Linked DNA regions of Muntiacus reevesi: region 1 is linked to region 2. A link is a contact called in public Hi-C data. All regions are on one chromosome and are shown on one strand. The core of a region is the stretch at or near the end of the contact, and the rest is flanking DNA. Distances in the headings are between cores, read along the strand shown. Region 1 holds the start of ATF1 (activating transcription factor 1). Region 2 holds the start of SLC11A2 (solute carrier family 11 member 2).

What was found. A called contact is a pair of places that touch in the nucleus more often than the background predicts.
Region 1: a contact with region 2 is called in a Hi-C map of muscle, with 6 times the contacts expected there. The contact joins the promoter of ATF1 here to the promoter of SLC11A2 in region 2. A contact is called at or near these places in 2 of 3 Hi-C or Micro-C datasets (blood and muscle).

Annotation. Positions count from the first base shown.
Region 1 is chr4:145,368,597-145,372,267 of mMunRee1.1, reverse strand. ATF1 (activating transcription factor 1) reads left to right here and starts at 1,358. Exons shown (of 8, transcript XM_065934421.1): 1 at 1,358-1,497. The coding sequence starts at 1,408.
Region 2 is chr4:144,968,587-144,972,655 of mMunRee1.1, reverse strand. It overlaps SLC11A2 (solute carrier family 11 member 2), which reads right to left and starts at 1,371. Exons shown (of 17, transcript XM_065934411.1): 1 at 1,238-1,371.

The DNA of each region.
Region 1 (3,671 bases), core at 109-2,608, 400 kb before region 2:
ATATATCAGAATAATACAACATCCCTTCTCCAGAAAGGTAGACACTCATTTAATAAAGTTTAAAAAGCTTTTGTGATGTATCAGAACGACGGTGTCATTGTATTGTTTGTTTTTTTCTCATTGTATTGTTTTTTTTGAGGGGGCCGGGTTGTGCGGCTTGCGGGATCTTAGATCCCAGACCAGAGATGGAGCCTTGCTTCCCCTGCAGTGGAAGCGCCTAATCCTAACCATTGCTCCGCCAGGAAATTCCCGGTGTGATTTTATTTTACAACACTCGATTGTACTGTAACTTTTCTCTATCTAAATCTGTGCTCAGCGTGACACACCAACACCCTACCGACACCTTGTGGGTGTGGCTTTTAATCCTTTCATGTGTGATTAAAGATACAACTCTTAACGCTTGTTTTATAGGATTAACATTTATTAGTTAGGGTGGTTAGAAAAACTGAGGACAAGCCTTCAGGCTTCAAGTCACTCTGTCTATAACTGGCGGCAGGTTAGGCGTGGGTCAAAGCCGGGACGACAGCTCTGGGCCGCACCAAGTAGGAGCTGAGCTGAGACTGACGCCACGAACCGAAGAAAACTGCTTCAGGCCGAGCGGCCTCTTGAGCCCCCGAGCGGGTGCGGCCTCTGAAAACAGACGTCTGGGAGCAGTGAAGACAGAGCTCCTGAGGCTAGAAGAAACTGCAGGTAACGCCACGCCCAACTCTCGCCAGAATAACACCTTCGCAACACGAACTCGCCATACCGGGATACCCCGACACAAGATGGCGGCGCGTCACGTGCGCAACGCGGTGACGTAGGACGGCGCCCTCACGGAAGGACCGCCCTAACCTCACCCCCCACGCTCTGTTACTCAGTTTTGCCCCCCTTCGCTCCCCCGCCCCCGGCCTGGTGTAGATCATGCCGCCAGTGGCGGCCCTGACTGCCGAGGAAACGGTAGCTTAGGACAGTTGGCTGTTAAGTGACACTGATTCTCCCCGCCCCGCCTGACCCCTAAGAAAGAGGCACGTCCCCCGCCGCGTGAGGGGGTGGGGAAGTGGGTAGTGAATTCGGATCCACCTGGGAGGGGGGAGTGGAAGTTCCCCGCCCCGGACAGCGGCAAGGCAGCAGCCACAGGTAAGCAGGGGGCGGGGGAGGCGGGGTGGGGACGTGCTCCCGTGTCCCCGGGCAAGAGGAGGGCGCGGGGACGCGGCCCCCGCGGGGACGCCGAGGCGCGTCGCGCGTCTGGGGGGGGGTCGCGCGGGGCGGCTGCGGTGGGGGAGGGGTGCAGAGGGCGCCTGGCGGAAGGGGGAGGGGCTGCTCGCTCTCCCCCGGCGGGGCACGCTTCCGGTTCTCGTTGCCTGGCCTGCTGCACCCCTTCAGTCGGCGGTGTCTTCCTCCCTCCCTCCCGCCTGCTGTCCCCCAATGAAAATTAAAACGAAGACCTCCCGCCGCGGGGCGGTTTTCGCCTCTGAAGCCGCCTCCGCGGCCCAAGGCGAGAGTCCTCTGTCGAAGGTCTCGGGGTTGGGACGGGAGCCGTGGGGAGGGCGGCATGGCCTTGGCCTCCGCGCGTCGTCCGCCGAGCTCCTCCAGAGACCGGTTATCTTCGCCGAAGACCGTAGAGCATGCCCGGCGCCCTCGGGGTGCGGGGCCCGGACCGCTCGCTGTTGGGGCAGAGCCAACCCTTATCATCCGGGAGCTTCCAGTCGAGTGGGGAGACATACGGTAGAATAATCATACACGAAGCAGTCATGGGAAGGTAGTGTGGAGTGACAGAAACTCGTCAGTTTACCAACTGGACAGCGTTCAAACCGAGAAAACGTTCTCTTCTGTCTCCTCCTGTATCACAAAACTAAGCATGGTATTTCAGAGCGTCCACTTCGCCGTGGAGCATCCCGCTTGATCAATCTACTATTATTGTAGATGTCAATGACTAGTTGTTATTGTCAATTTTTGAGGCGTAATAGGCTAATAATAGTCATCGGGATCCTTTCCGTTTCTGAGGCTTAATTCAGCATAAATTTGTCCAAACTGGCCTCGTTTGTGATGTGTTTTATCATAGCAAAGTATATTTGCTTATGTTTGCAAAATCATTTTATCCCGAAAATTTCATTATGAACAGATGTATGCAGTTTTATTTAAATACTGTTTTTCCTGTAGACTGTATAATATGCAGTTTTCCTCTGTCTCAATTAGAATCAGTACGGTGTTCTTAAAGCCGAATATGTTCTATTCAACTTGCGGTTAACTTTTAAGGTTTGTCTGATACATCTGTGCAGTACTGCTATATCATCAGTAGGTGGTAGTACCTTCAAAATGTTTTTTTCTCTTCACATGTCATCCCATTTATTTATATTGGTACTGCTGAATTTTCAGCTCTAAAATAGAGTGTTCTCTTGTGCCTGAATTTTCCTGTTTCTAAAGCTGGGTTGAAGTAATTTTCTGAAGATATCTTGTTTGATAAGGTATCTGAAGATATCATTGTTTCTATCAGTTTTAGGTAGGTAAACCCAACTAAACACATTTTATTGAGTAGTAGTAAGTGCAAGGTATTATTTCGGGAGTAGGATGTGGTGCTTGACTCCCTAAGCTTGCCTTCTGGTAGGGAGACAGAAAACAGGTCATTTCAATTCTGTGATGAGTGCCATGAATGGTAGAGGAAACTTGTGCCATGGGGATACAGCCAAAGCTTCTCAGACTTCATCTAGACCAGTCTAAGGGAGGCAGGAAAGTTTGCCTGTAAGAATAACTCATAGGAATAGGTCACATGAGGAGGGATAGTGTTTTTAGTAGAGGAAACAGCATACATAAAAGCTGGAAGGTGAGAGAAAGCATTGCAGGCACATTTGAAGATCTGAAATTAAGTATGACTAATAGCAATTTTGAGGGGATATCATGAGTTGAGTTGTGGAAATGTTGAGCAATAGACTTATTGTCCTCAGGCTTGTCCATCATCTACAGGTGGAGAAACTTAAGACTCACTTCATTATACTATATTTGTTGATGTTTACTGTTTTACCGCATACTTGATGGTCCCTGCTGGACACAGAGCATACAATCACAAGATAGAGGCCCTGTTCTTAGGCACCTTGAGAGTGAGGGAAACAGACATGTCAATAAACACAGTTCAGAAAGTTAAGTAACCTCATTATAAATAACAGGGTACAGTGGAACAAGGAAGGAAGGACCCAGAGCAGTTGGATTTGGGATGAAACTTGAAAATGAGTTTGCCAGGTGGATAAGTTGGGGAGGTGAAGGTATTCCTGGAAGAGGGGCAGTTTAGACTGAAAGAACGTGGATTTTGGGTTAAAACAATTCTGACTTCAGATCTTAAATTCACATCTTAAGTGAGATCTATAGAAGTGGCAATTTCTTTGAACCTCCGTTTACAGATCTCTAAAATAGAGAATCCAGATGATGATATATAAAAAGTTCTTAGTTTAGTTCCTAGCCCACCCCCCCCCCCGCCCCCCCCCACTTTTTGGCCACGCTGCACAGCACACAGGGTCTTAGTTCCCCAATCAGGGATAGAATCCATGCCACCTGCAGTGGAAGCATGGGGTCTTAACCACTGGACCTGCCAGGGAATTCCTATGCTCCTTTCTTGACATATATTCCTAAAAGTTCCATGCCTTTAACATTCTTCATATGTCTGCAAGATTGAAGCCTGCTATGATTTCTTAGGTCCC
Region 2 (4,069 bases), core at 122-2,621:
CTACATGCTAGGAACTGTTCTAAGCACTTTATGTGCATTAATTCATTTAATACTCACCACCAACTCTTCAAGATACCATCAATTTCCATTTTAAGTATGTGGAAACAAAAGAAAAAAGAGCCTAAGAATCCTGCTCAAAGGTTTACAGAGCCAAGAAGTGCTGCAAACTAGTTGGGGTTCAGATTCCATAAGAGTCAAGGGAGAAACACAAAGTCCCCTAATTGCAGCAATATTCATTAGAACTACAGCCAGCATAAGCTTCTGGAAACCTGTCTCCTCTTGCCTCGCATTCCATATAATTTTTGCTTTTCTTTTTGCTTTAAAGAGGTGTCACATTCCCTTAACTCCATTAACACTTCTTTTGAAAGCAGTGGACGCTTTGAGAATATCTTCACTTTACACACAGGAAAACTCAAGTCCAGGTTACTCAACTTCTCCTTCAATGATGCTCTTTGAAATAGTCTGATATATGAAGAGAATTGGGGAAGACCAATTGAACAAAAAACAAAAACAGAACATCCAAAAGTAAACATAGCTGTAACAGCAGGAACCTATGAAACCGAACAGACGTCGAACAGCCAGCCGCCCTTCTCACACCAGGAGTGCGACAACGCCCCTACAGAAGTTCCTGGGCCTGGAGGCCGCACAACAGCCCTAAAACCGATCTACACACCAGGACTCTGCGGTCTGTCCAGGCCCTTCACACGAAGAGGCGCTTCTTGGATGTCGCCTGGAGTAAAATGAATTATTTCGCTTAAGTGCGGCGGCGGGAGGCCCAGGGAGCGGACAGGACACCAGGGCTCCGAAGATAAGAAGGAGGCCGAGGGGACCTTGCCCCACGTCCGTCGGCCTCTCCCGCGGCGTGAAGCGGGGTCAGCAGAACTTCGACCACGGGTCCCCGGAACGCGGCAGATCCGCCCAGGGATACAGCCATTTTCTCTTTAGGTCTCCTTAGGCCGCGGCGGGCAAGGAGAGAGGCCCCTGTGACCTCCGGCGTTCGCTTCCCGCCCCCCGCTCCCGGCGCCCTCCTCTCGCTCTTCCTTTGAAGAATGCGGCTCCATCTGGAACCCGCGTCCAGGCCCTCCCGGCCCGCGCCGCCCCTCGCAGACCCGCCCGGCGCCCCGCACGCCAAATACTGGCCGCGGCGCCTGCTCCCAGGCTGGCCCTCGAGCTGCCCGGAGCCCGGGGAAAGCGGGGCGCCCGCGTGACCCCTGACGTGGCCCACTCCCCACCTTACCGGCTTCGCAACCTGACAATCGGTCCCCGCGCCAGCGGCTCCATATCCCTGGAGCCAGCGCCACGCCAGCCTACCCCCCCTACACGCCTCGCGATTGGCCAACAGGATCGCAGCTGCACGTTCCTATTGGCTGGACTCTCCGTGTTCGCCGTAGCGGCCAACGCGCGTGGCAGGCTGACTACGGATCCCGAGTCTCCGCCCACTCCAGGGCTGACTGGGGGCGGGGCCACGGAGGCCTGGGCGGGAGCTGTCTGCGGCTGAGCTAGTGCTGGAGCTGGTCCAACCCACACTGTGTGCTGGAGTCTCCCACCCCGCTAGCAACCTGCAGAAGAGTAAGTTTCCGGCTGTAGTTCGCCGTGACCTCACGTCCCTGGAAGACAAGATCATTTCTTCTGAGACACGGCTCTGAGAGAGTTCCGACTCCACCCTGCAAAGTATAGCCGCCTCTCGCCCCCAGAGCCACATCACGGTATCTGCGGCCCCACCAAGAGCGCCCCACACCTGGGAGGGACCGCGAAGCCTCAGCTAGTGCAGCCAGTTCGGCGGCGTCAGGAGCCCAACTCCCAAGTCCCGCAATGAATTGTTTTCCGCTCTCCTACTCAGCTGCCTCGCTTCTCCTCCCAAACTTTATTTTCCACCTACCCAAAAGCAGTCCCGCTCCATTCCCAGTTTCAATCGCACATCCCAGAGTCTTTCTCTGAAGATGACGACCAGGCTAGTGATGCTTCAGAAGGGAGAAAATAGTCTGACTAACCACTCTAATCTTCTACAATGTCGTTTATAGCTACCAGAAACATTCTTAGACCCCTCTCTCTCCTGGCCCCCACATCGCCCCATAACCGCTTTCCTTAAAAGTAACCAAGCCTATCTAACCAAGTCATAGACCTAGAGAAGAAAAGCATAAAACTCTCCAATATCTTTCTTCGTGTAAAAACTGCTAGGAGAAATTTTTATTAGTTGATAAAACAGTCCAAGAGAAGAGGAAAGGAGAGTAAACTGCAAAAAGCAAAATCCAAATAAAGTACAAAGTACAGGCAAATTCAGGAACCCAAAAAACTGGTCTGAGAATCATCAATGATCTGATACAGGCTGGTTTCCATACAGAATTTCTCCTAGAGAGAAAAGAAAATGCACAAATTAGTTTTGAGAATCTCTCTGCAACACATATGGGGTGTTTCAGAAAGGCTTGATGAAGTCCCTCCAGACCAGAACCTTTCCTTTGGGAACTTCTACTGCAACTAGAAAATAAAATGCCTGGAGCCTCCTTATCGCGTTCCAGGTCTGCTCTGGTGGGTAGATTCCCTGGACTGTTACATACTTATTGCTGGCTACTTACTTAGCTCACACTGTGGGGCTGCCTCCTTCTTACTCTGTTTCTTCATTGTGCAGGCTCGGTCTGACGTTTCCCAGTGCGGCTCCTGTCTCTTGCCTCTATATATGCAGACAAGCGCGCCTCCCCTTGTTACACAAGGCCCCTTACCCTGCTCTGGGCAACACATTGTTAAAGACACCGCAGGGAATTTCAAGAAGCAAACCACACCCTTCAAAGCATAATCAGATTTCATCTTTGACCTGCCGTGAAAAGGAAAGCATTGTATATCTGCCACTCCTGGATATTAAGGAACGATTAATTGCATTTGAAAACTTTAATTCTAAGATTTCATCTCTGTCTTATTTCCGGGGGCTCGAGGCAAGCCCGTGTGTGCCAGTGGTGGAAAGGGGTGGAGTAAGAGGAATTGTTTTCCTTCCCAGATGCCACCCCCACTTGGTGTGAAGCTGGTTTGGGCACTTGAACCACGATTGCATGTGCACTAGAACTCTGCACCCCTGAGACGTAAACTGAAACCACGTAACCCCAAGCCTGACAGTCCGTGAGTGTTTTCCTCATAGATACGTGCAGTGCCAGTGTAATTATAGGGCGTCTCAGAGCATGGGTGAAAACCCAGTCCATCCCTTGAGATCTGAAGAACCCGCTGGCATCAACCTGGTCAATCAGTGATAAACAGGTGGACAACAAAGCCACACAAACCGGAGACTCAGTGTCTGATGTCAAAGAAAGACAAAACAAAAAACACCTGAGGTTGCTGTGTGTGTGTGTGTGTGTGTGTGTGTGTGTGTACACATTCAGAGAAAGCCAGGATTCCTCAATCTGGGGGGGGGAAAGGTGGAGGAACTTGCCTCGGGCAAATATAGACTAATCAGTCAGCCAGGGGCAAAGCTGGAAAGGAGAGGCATTGGAGGGGGGTGAGGAGAATAAGGGGGGTTACTGGAAGGAAGAACTGGCTGCCTTCAGGAAGTTTTCTGGCAGTTTTATGGGAAATCTGCTTAGTACCATAAAAAATGCAGTAAGCGTAAAAGATATAAACACCATAGAATGGAAAAGAAAGAAAAGAGCTATCAATTCATATCCATCTTACAGCAAGAAACTCTAGTTCCTACGCAGAATAGCCGTAGCAACACAATATGAAGATCCCTTCATTCCAGGACTAGAAGTCATCTCATTAGAATTGACCTATCTCTTTGTTCTTGTTCTACAGCAGACAAGTTTCCTAAGGCAAAACTACCTTAGATTGTGTTGGGCTCAATTTATCCCTCTTCATGGGAAAATAGAAGAAAAAAAGAAGAAATATGAAATCACCCAAGAAGTAACCTGTTGTTGGAAAAGACCGTGTTTTGGTTTAAGACTTCCGAAATAGGAATGCATTTTACAAGGAGACTCTACCGTAGCCCTCCTGTGGCTTTTACTCAGGAACTGCTCCCAATATACACGCTCCAGTCTTGCCTGCTAGGTCCCCAATGCACTTATAGTAACTGACAACATTATGGAATTCT